2 separate regions of the Mus musculus genome follow, and region 2 is linked to region 1. Evidence: chromatin contacts called from public Hi-C data. All regions are on one chromosome and are shown on one strand. Each heading gives the region's core, a stretch centred on a gene start, on an enhancer-like site or on the middle of the called end of the contact. The rest is flanking DNA. Distances are from core to core; before and after follow the strand shown.

What was found. A called contact is a pair of places that touch in the nucleus more often than the background predicts.
Region 2: a Hi-C map of the G1E-ER4 cell line shows a contact between it and region 1, with 4 times the contacts expected there. The contact joins two enhancer-like sites. A contact is called at or near these places in 1 of 39 promoter capture datasets (pre-B cells), 2 of 15 datasets of contacts at CTCF or cohesin (both in the NIH/3T3 cell line), 44 of 484 Hi-C or Micro-C datasets (B cells, the Ba/F3 cell line, the C10 cell line and 28 more), 2 of 115 datasets of contacts at active chromatin or transcription factors (bone marrow-derived dendritic cells and vascular smooth muscle cells) and 4 of 9 other capture datasets (adipose tissue, embryonic stem cells, liver and 1 more).

What each region holds. Positions count from the first base shown.
Region 1 is chr12:76,344,301-76,348,777 of GRCm38.p6, reverse strand. No RefSeq gene overlaps it. Among named protein-coding and RNA genes, the nearest start is that of Akap5, 22 kb to the right of the region's middle. Within about 2 kb of position 2,532, at least 16 of the 459 cell types and tissues checked have an H3K27ac peak or open chromatin away from gene starts, as enhancers often do. A contact at or near this core is called in CD8 T cells, the G1E-ER4 cell line and Th1 cells, where this site is marked.
Region 2 is chr12:76,591,720-76,596,196 of GRCm38.p6, reverse strand. All of the region lies in intron 32 of Sptb (spectrin beta, erythrocytic), which reads left to right. Among named protein-coding and RNA genes, the nearest start is that of AI463170, 46 kb to the right of the region's middle. Within about 2 kb of position 1,991, at least 197 of the 459 cell types and tissues checked have an H3K27ac peak or open chromatin away from gene starts, as enhancers often do. A contact at or near this core is called in CD8 T cells, the G1E-ER4 cell line and Th1 cells, where this site is marked.

The sequences.
Region 1 (4,477 bases), core at 1,283-3,782:
TAGAGACTGGGATTGAAGCTCATCTGTAGAGTACTTGCCTAGTGTGTGTGAGGCCCTAGGTTCAGTGTCCAGCATACACTCACATGCACACACACAGATACACTTCTAAACTGTCACTTGTCTTAGGTTTCATGTGAATTATGCTCTTAGGAAAATGATTTTTTAAATATTTTCAGCCATATAGGAAATCAATCATTTTAATGTATAAATATATGTATGTGTATATATATATATATATATATATATATATATATATATATATATACATATATATATATATACACACACACACACACATATATATATATGAAGTAAGTAGTTACTTTAATGTATAACTATATATTATAATGTATAAAAAGTTTGTTTTGTTTTAAGACATGGCTATACCAAATCACAAGTAGTTTTAACTGTACTTACTAGCATTCCAACCTCTTATATGGCCTTTTATTTATTAGCCATCAAGTATACCTCATTTTTAATAAATATTTTAGCTAAAAGGAAGGACTGGAGAAGTCAGTAGTGAAGAAGGCTTGAGCAGAGAAACAGTGCATTCACGTAAGTGGTCATACAGGTCTGTGTGAGCCAACCTTGTGCGGATAGGCAGATCTCCAGTGTGCTCTTGGACACCTTCAGGTGTTTATAGCAAGAGGATCACCTAAGTTTGAAGAGGAAAATGGTAAGATACGTATCATCTCCCTGACTTAATGTTGCAGACTTATTAAGGCTGCCTGGGTTGATGATAGTTTTTTTTTCTAAAAGTCACTCATAAGGGTGATTTGACAATGGTGTAGCTTTCGCTTTTCTGTTAGTAAAAGCAGTGGAGTGGATGCACTGAGCATTCCAGACCTACTTAAAACCCATGCCGGCAGCTCTCCTTCTGTGAATATACTCACTTCCCTTTTATAGTGGCGACACTTAGAAACTTACAACTCCAGGAAAATGGAAGATGTTGGACTAAGTGATGAATTTTCTGTACCTAACAAGTAGCTTAGCAAATTTCATTGTTTCCAAAGGGTTATTTCAACTTGAAGTTCTGTTCTCAAGAATCAAAAGGCAAGAGAGACTGTAGAACAGCACCCCACCACCACCCTATTGAAGTCTCAGCTCACAGACATTTGAAGAGCATTTGAGTTGGTCCTGCCACACACACACTCTCAGCCTTGCTATGTCACCAGGTTGGCCTTAAAATCTTGAGCACAAGCAGTCTTCTTCAGCTTCCCAGGCGGCCAGTACCATGGGGTACGTGCCATTTCACACCATGGGGTATGTGCCATCTCACACCATGGGGTATATGCCATCTCACACCATGGGGTATGTGCCATCTCACAGACACCTCGGTGTGTATAGCCAGTTAATTCTGACCCCACTCCCATACCTCTGAAGACATTTAAGAGGTTCTCCTGCCCCCGGGCGTGGTGGCACACGCCTTAATCCCAGCGCTTGGGAGGCAGAGGCAGGTGGATTTCTGAGTTTGAGGCCAGCCTGGTCTACAAAGTGAGTTCCAGGACAGCCAGGGCTACACAGAGAAATCCTGTCTCATAAAACCAAAAAAAAAAAAAAAAAAAAAAAACCGATTGTTTTTATTCCCCCACCCCCATCCCCCTCTGGATGAATGGTGAGTTAGGTTACATGACAGAGTTCCAGAGATGGTGGCATGGACTCTAATCCCAGAATTTGTGAGGCTGATCTCTGAGTTCAAGGCCAGCCTGGTTTATATAGTGAGTTCCAGACCAGTTAGAGTGACATAGTTAGACCCTGTCTCAAACAAACAAAACAGCACACACACAGATACCACACCAACCTGAAGTAGTAGCTTCATTGTTTTGTTTGTAAGTTTTTGAGATAGTCTTGCTATTTGGCCCAGGCTAGACTTGAACGCACCGTTGTCTTCCCATCCGGCCTTCAGAGTGGTAACTTTTAAAGGCCAAGTGAAGAACCCTACTGGGCACTGTTTTAAGGTAACTGAGTTTCTGATTTAGAGTTAGCGTCTGAGATCAAGACTGATGATGTGTTTTAAGAACAGAACATAGCTAGTGGTAGAATGGATTGTATTGGGGTGGTTAACAAATGTGCTGTTTAGGGGTCATAACTGCATGGTATCTTACACTTAAGTCATCACAGCAATCACTCGGTTACTTGAGTGACTTGATCATACAGAAGCACAGATACTGACCATGTATTTTAGGCTATTTAGGATATATTCCCTGCCTTTACTTTTTTTGAGATTTAGAGATAGATCTCAGTATATTTACATTGAGATACAGAGCCCAGGCAGGCTTCGATGACTTATGCAGAACGAGCAACTCCAGGCTCACTCAGTAAGACTCTCTCTCAAAAACCTGAGGCATCAGAACCTGGAGAACTCATGTGGGTGCTGGAACCAAACCAGGTCCTCTGCAGGAGCAGCAAGTACCCTTAAGCACCGAATCAGCCTCTCCTGCTCATTCTGCCTTTTTGAGGTTATGTCTTACTATATGGCCCACAATGGCCTGGGACTTGAAACAACCCTGCATCCACCTCCTAAGTGCCTGGGGTAGCATGCACTATAACGCCTACAGCCTGGGGAGTTTTGGTTTTGGTTTTTAAGACATAAGTCTTCATTTGGGGGAAAAAGTATTCATATTTTAAAAGATTTTCCAGGAACAACCTTTAGTTTTTGTCACATCTGCAATATGGAGCTCCCTTGCCCTCCCCTCTCCTCCCCTCCCCTCCCCTCCCCTCCCCGTCCTCCCCCACCCCACCCCCCAAGCAGTGTGGTTTGTGTAATGGTTGCCTAGTTGAGCCTGGAGTCACCATATGTACTTTGTTGCCAGATGTTGCCCTCTTGTGTTGAAGTGAGCAGCCTGCCGGGTAACATTTGGAGGCCTTGCGAAACAAGCTTAGTTCTTTTTTTTGTGTGTTTTTGTTTTTTGAGACAGGGTTTCTCTGTAGCTCTGGCTGTCCTGGAACTCACTCTGTAGACCAGGCTGGCCTTGAACTCAGAGATCCACCTGCCTCTGCCTCGGGCTAGGCAGATCCTATATAGAGCTTTTCTGTGTGGGCCAGCTTTAAGTCTTCCCTTCTTTATAGAGCCTGCATGTAGGTGTTTTGCATTTGTTGTTGGTAGGAGCGCTCAGTGAGTGCAGTCTGCCTGACAAGCAGTGTTGTTGCTCTTTAATGTATAGAATGTTTGAAGTGGTTACTTACCTCTTCCAAGTAAAGCGGAGGTGTCCACAGCACCTACCTCGCAGGGCTGGTGTGAGGCTTTGCTCTAAAATGGTTAGTGTGCTGATGGAAACCAACAGCAGGAAGCGGTTCCACGGCTAGCCCGGTTCAGTATTCCATCTGGTAGATTCTAGAACATGCTTGCAGCCCTACTTAATAGATAATTAGTTGAGAAAATTAGTTTTTATGAAAATGCGCCAGAAATGGGAGTGCTACTTGAGTTCTTACTCTTCTGAACTGTTTGTATCGTTCATCAAGGAAGATAGGATTTAGCATTAGTGGAAGTAAAATACACCTATTTCAGCATTAAGGAAACTTCCCTCCAAATACATTATTTTCTTTTTTTTTTTTTTTTTTTAAAGATTTATTTATTTATTTATTATATGTAAGTACACTGTAGCTGTCCTCAGACACTCCAGAAGAGGGCGTCAGATCTCGTTACGGATGGTTGTGAGCCACCATGTGGTTGCTGGGATTTGAACTTCGGACCTTCGGAAGAGCAGTCGGGTGCTCTTACCCACTGAGCCATCTCACCAGCCCCATTATTTTCATATAAGAAAAGGAACAAAGAAAATAAATATCCCATTGCTTCTTGGATGAAGACCATCTAAGTAATAAATAGGGACGGGAGATGGAATAAGGATTATCCGTAGGAACTCACTAATGTTCTTTGGAAGTAAAACTGGACCGCTTTCTCTGACCACTGAAGGGAATAACTGCTATCATGGGAGGAAAACAAGCTGCGAAGCGGACAGCGAATAAAGCCTGTTTGCACCGGCTAATTCTTGATACTGAACCTTGGATTCCTGTGAATACTTGACAGGGATCTTTGTGGTATCTGTGCTAAAAATAGTTCATGTGGGAAATTTTTACAATGTAACTTGTGTCTTTTAGTGTACTTAAACTAAATATGTCTGTGGCGTTTCATTAAGAAGTTGTTATGTTCCAAGGAGTGAACTCTGTAAACATTTCTATGCTCAACCATGCTTGTGTAACCGCTCTCTCTTTAATCTGGTATGTCACAGTCCTGAATGTGATGTCTTAAATGCAAGTGTCCCACACTGGCTCTCCTTCTAGATTGGATGAAACCCTGGTGTGTGTGTGTGTGTGTGTGTGTGTGTGTGTGTGTTCCCCCAATTCCTTAGGTTGTCCTTCAGCACAGCTGCCATCGGCTCCTTGCAGTCACTGCAACAGAGAAGGTCAGAGGACAGCCCTCGGCCAGCATTCAGGAAGCTGATACAGTACGATTGAGTTTAAGGCCACGCTTAACTGA
Region 2 (4,477 bases), core at 742-3,241, 250 kb before region 1:
CTGAGCCACCTCCATCTGACACTTGAATATCACTGGGTTGGGAGGAATAAAATTTGCTTAAATCTGAGTGTTTCTCTGGGGGAGGAATGAGCCCCTGTGGGGGAATCTCTGCTGAGGAACCAGCCACTCACCAGATTGGAAATGCAACCCATATCTGTACCAGAAAGCAACCAGATGGCTAATCAAATGAACACCAGGCCCAGGGCTTCTTGGAGACAGCCTTCTTCCTGCTGCAGCGCCTTCCCAAGCCTTAAAGATGCAGGAGGGAGGACATAACTCCAAATCATCTTTGATATGAGAAAGAGGATGGAGCCCATGCAGACAGAAAGCCCAACCTCCTTTCAGAGAGGTCCTCCCCAGCTCACTACAGCCCCCCTTCACTGCCCTTAACCTCTGGCCCATCACAGGAAGGTTCAGTTGTATGCTGTGCCTTCTCATGAATGGGCCTGGGGTGCCATGGCTCTCCTGCTGGTCCTATCTGTGCAGTCTGGTGTCGGGTCCTGTAGTTTAGATACATGCCACATTGCTTCGTGTAAAAGCCCTTACTAATGCATGTCGCTTCCTGCTGGAGTTACGAATGGGAGTGGAACACCACGTACCCCTTGCCCTGCCTGGATAGTGCCTGGATAGGTGGCACCCTGCGGGCCTTGATCCAGCCTTCCCTTTCCTGTGTGTGTACATGCAATGACTGAGCTGCCAAACCATCACTGTGCACTGCCACTACTGCCCCTCGCCTCTGCATGTTAGAATGCATTCTGGTAAAAGCCGGACCCTTCCCACAGGTAAGTGTGAGGCCAAGCCAGAGACACAAGGTATCACAAGAAGCAAGACTCGGGATGAAGTCAGAATGTCTGGGGTCTGGTCTTTGGTTCTGGTTAACCTGTGTGGGTTTGGAATCCTCTCCCCGTCCCCAAGCCTCTTGCCTTATAAAGGTCTTTTTGTAAGGTTACAGAAAGTCCACAGTCCCACGAGTCAGCGACGTAGCCTTCCAAGGGGGAGACTGAGAGGATGGCTTTCCTATTTTCCTTCCATCTGCTCCTAACTCTGAGATTCCGGAAGCTACTGTGAAATCAGGATGGGGAAGGAGAGGTCACAGCCTAGGGTGTTTGCCCTTGTCCCTCTTTGAGGAAAGGACTGAGGTTCAAACCTATATAATGCCAGAAGTGGAGCCCTGAGGGGGCCTTCAGCCGGAGGGTAAAGCAGGAGGACTTTCTGGCAAGAGACAGGCACCCTCTCTGCCTCCTGTGCTTCCCTTCCCCTGGGAAAGATCCGGTCCTCTCCTGAATGTTCATCTTCCAGGCATTGCTCCTCAGACTGCCCAGTGTTGTGTTTGTAGGAAGATGTTTCCTCCTAGGAGAGAAGAGAGCAAGCTCTCATGGGGTTAAAGAGAGTGTGAGTTTCCTCAGGCTCAAAACCTCTTCCTACACACTGCTGTGTCACACTGTCCCTGCTGGGATGACAGGAGTGACACCCCTGAAAGACTCAGATGCTGTTGGGGGCTGTAACGAGAAACAGTCTTAGTTTGGAACCAACCTACCCTTCCTGCCTCCAAGTCCCCAGGCTAGGCCCAGTGTGCAGTGCAGGGGGACCCCAAGGATCAAAGCCACTCCAGACGGTGTCAGAGTGGGTGCTACTCATGGTCAGTCTGGCAGGGACGAATCTTACCCCAGGGTAGTTCCCAGCCACCACTCTTTAAGTGTGACCTTCCATGAATGGCCACACAGCCAACTTCCCCTGAGACAGGCTGATCGTCAGAGTAGGGCTGCCAGGGTAATCTGAATCTTGCTGATCTTCCTTCCATTGTCTCAGAGGCTTTGGGAGAGCAGCCAGCACATGTGAGTGAGGGGCTGTACCCCAAGGGCTGTGCAGGCACCAGGATCTCGGGGTCCATGGCCACCCCTGTGGCAAGGCCTTGATAGCTCCAGCCACAGTTGCCCCCAGCAGCCAGCTTTGCTCAGCAGCCAGCAGTGAGGCTCTGACGTTGGTGGATGCTGTGCGAGTGGGATAGCAGCTGTTTCTTCTTGCCTAAACAGCTTTCCCAGTCCTTGCCCCTCCCACACCCCCAAACAGCAGCTTTTTCAGACATTTTGCCTCAAATGCAAATCCTCTTTGTTCCAAATGGGCAGTCTCTGCCTGAAACAGACGTCAGCCTTGCCCCAAACTTGGGCGTGTTTCTCTCTCCCCAGGATGCCTGAGTCAGCGTGGCAAGGGTGTGTCTGCCTGCAGTCTGGCACTGTGCCCTGGCTCCCTAGAGAAACCTTCTCTCTTTCTGGGCGTTACACACAGCAGGGTGTGGCCAGCTCTCTCTTTGCTATGCCAGATGCTAATGCCTGGTCCTTCTGCTGCAAAGTCTCCCCCAAGTTTCTTGTTTCAAGCTCTATGTTCTCCAGTCCCCTGTCCCCCAATACCGATGGACTCAGGATGAGACTCAGCTAACATTCGGGAGCACCTGGGAAGTGGGTGGAGAACTGCCTACTTGACAGTGCCAGGGTCCAGGCCTCTAAAGTCAGCTCACAGGTCATACACATTGAAAACCACCTCGCTTGCTCTCTGGTGGCAGTGGGTCAGGCGGCCTCCTGTGTCCAAGAGAAGCCTCCACTTCCCTTTGCTTTGTCCAGTGCCATGAACCATATTCCCTCTATCTTGCCCAAGCTCCTCAGTAGACAACAGTTGCCCCTTGGAGTGTAGGATTGAGCCTCTCTGCTTCCAAATCCCACTCCTGGCAGCCCCTCACCATCTCCTGGCCTGCCATATGCCAGTCTGCCTTTCCTTCTCCACCCTACACTTCTGGTTCAGCAAAGCCTCTCCTTTGGGGGAACTGTCGACCCCAAGGCTCCGTGGTCTCATGCATGTCTTTGGCTGCTTTTCGACTCAGCAAACGGATTCTTTCTCTTCTCTTGCAAACAACTGTTTTCAGGTACCCTTCGCAAGCTATCTAGACAACCCTTCTCCGTCACAGCCCAGGGGCCAAGACGTCAGGCACTGGGGAGAATAAACATCCCGAACTGCTAGGGTTGCTGCTCACCCTGCCCTCACCTGGCACTGTTTGGTTGCCTAAAGCATCTAGCAGTGTGTCTTTTGTGGTGCAAATCCCATTTCCAGCAGAGAAGAGAGCAGATCATACCACCTTAACAAATTGGCCACATGCCTGATGTAAGCTGGGCACATCTCATTTAGACTGGGAACCCAACAGGTGATACTTTCTTCAGCAGTCACGGTATTATGCGCACATAAACACACCTGGACTGAATAGAAAAAGCATTGTGTTTGGAGCTAAGCAGACCCATCTTCTACCTTCCATTGTTAGATATATGGCTGTGGGCAGATTTCCTGTTCCCCGTAATCTGTAAAACAGAGAGCCTGTGAGGCTTGCGAGACAGAATGTGCATAGAGAACTTGGTGCTTAGCACATGGTCAGTTAGGTCCCGTCATCCTTACCTTAACCCTTCATCTTTGAGAAGAACCTTCCCTCATATGGACTCTAACATTACCACGGTTGTAGACAGCAACCAGCCCAAGGCCTCCATCCTTGACACTCCATCTATGTACGTTCTAGGCTCCTGTCCCAGAACTCATCTCACTGCTAACATGAAGCAGTCTGTTCTGAGGTCCATCCATGCCCCTGGCTCTCACCAACATTAACAGTAGAGGGAGAGTTCTGTCAGCAGGGTTCTTTTGCTTATGGGTCCATCGTAATTCACTGAGCATCTTTAGGAAGACCCTGTGGTCCTGGGCCAGGGTATTTTGGCCTGTGGAATTAATGGTCTGTGTGCAGTCCCCCACACCCCCTGCTGGCTGATCCTGGAAATGCATCTTTAAAAGCCAAGCTTATGTGACTTACTTGACTTTGCAAGGCTGTCAAGATTCCACCAAGACTCCCAGGAGCCAGGAGTCTCTCCTTGTTTAGCCTCAATCCCAGGAGGTCCTACAAGGCTCTTCTGAGTGTCTTTTCTTTCCATAATGTCCCCCAATCAGCAGCCAATTCCCTTCTCAGACATCGTGCCAGCAGCTGGTACACACATCTTCCCATCAGACACCTCTTCTTGTGTGTTTTAACAAATCAGCAAACCAGCCTCTACCGCAGGCAGTGTGTCCTCCTATTGCAGGCCCACCCTGCCCGCTGGCCCCCTCTTAGGGCCTAGACATCTGCACTACCTTCCAGCCTGACCCCCAGAATTTCTTCCAGGTAGCTCTACATTCTCCTTCAGGCTCCCTGGGTGATGTCCTGTGATGGACACCCTCAGTGGTGCAGAGCCTGAGTGTTCCTGATGATCAAAGCCTGCTGGCTGAGTGTATAGAAGTCATCAGGGGCTTTGGCCACCTCCTCCACCCAGTGTCTAGGCAGAACCTGTCTGTCTTTAACATGCACCTCTGCTGGATGAGAAGCAGCTCTGAGCCCTGACTAGAGGCTTCTGGCACTTCTACCAGAGACTCCTCTGCCTGACAGTGCAGTGGCTCTCCCCTCAGACCGCTGCAG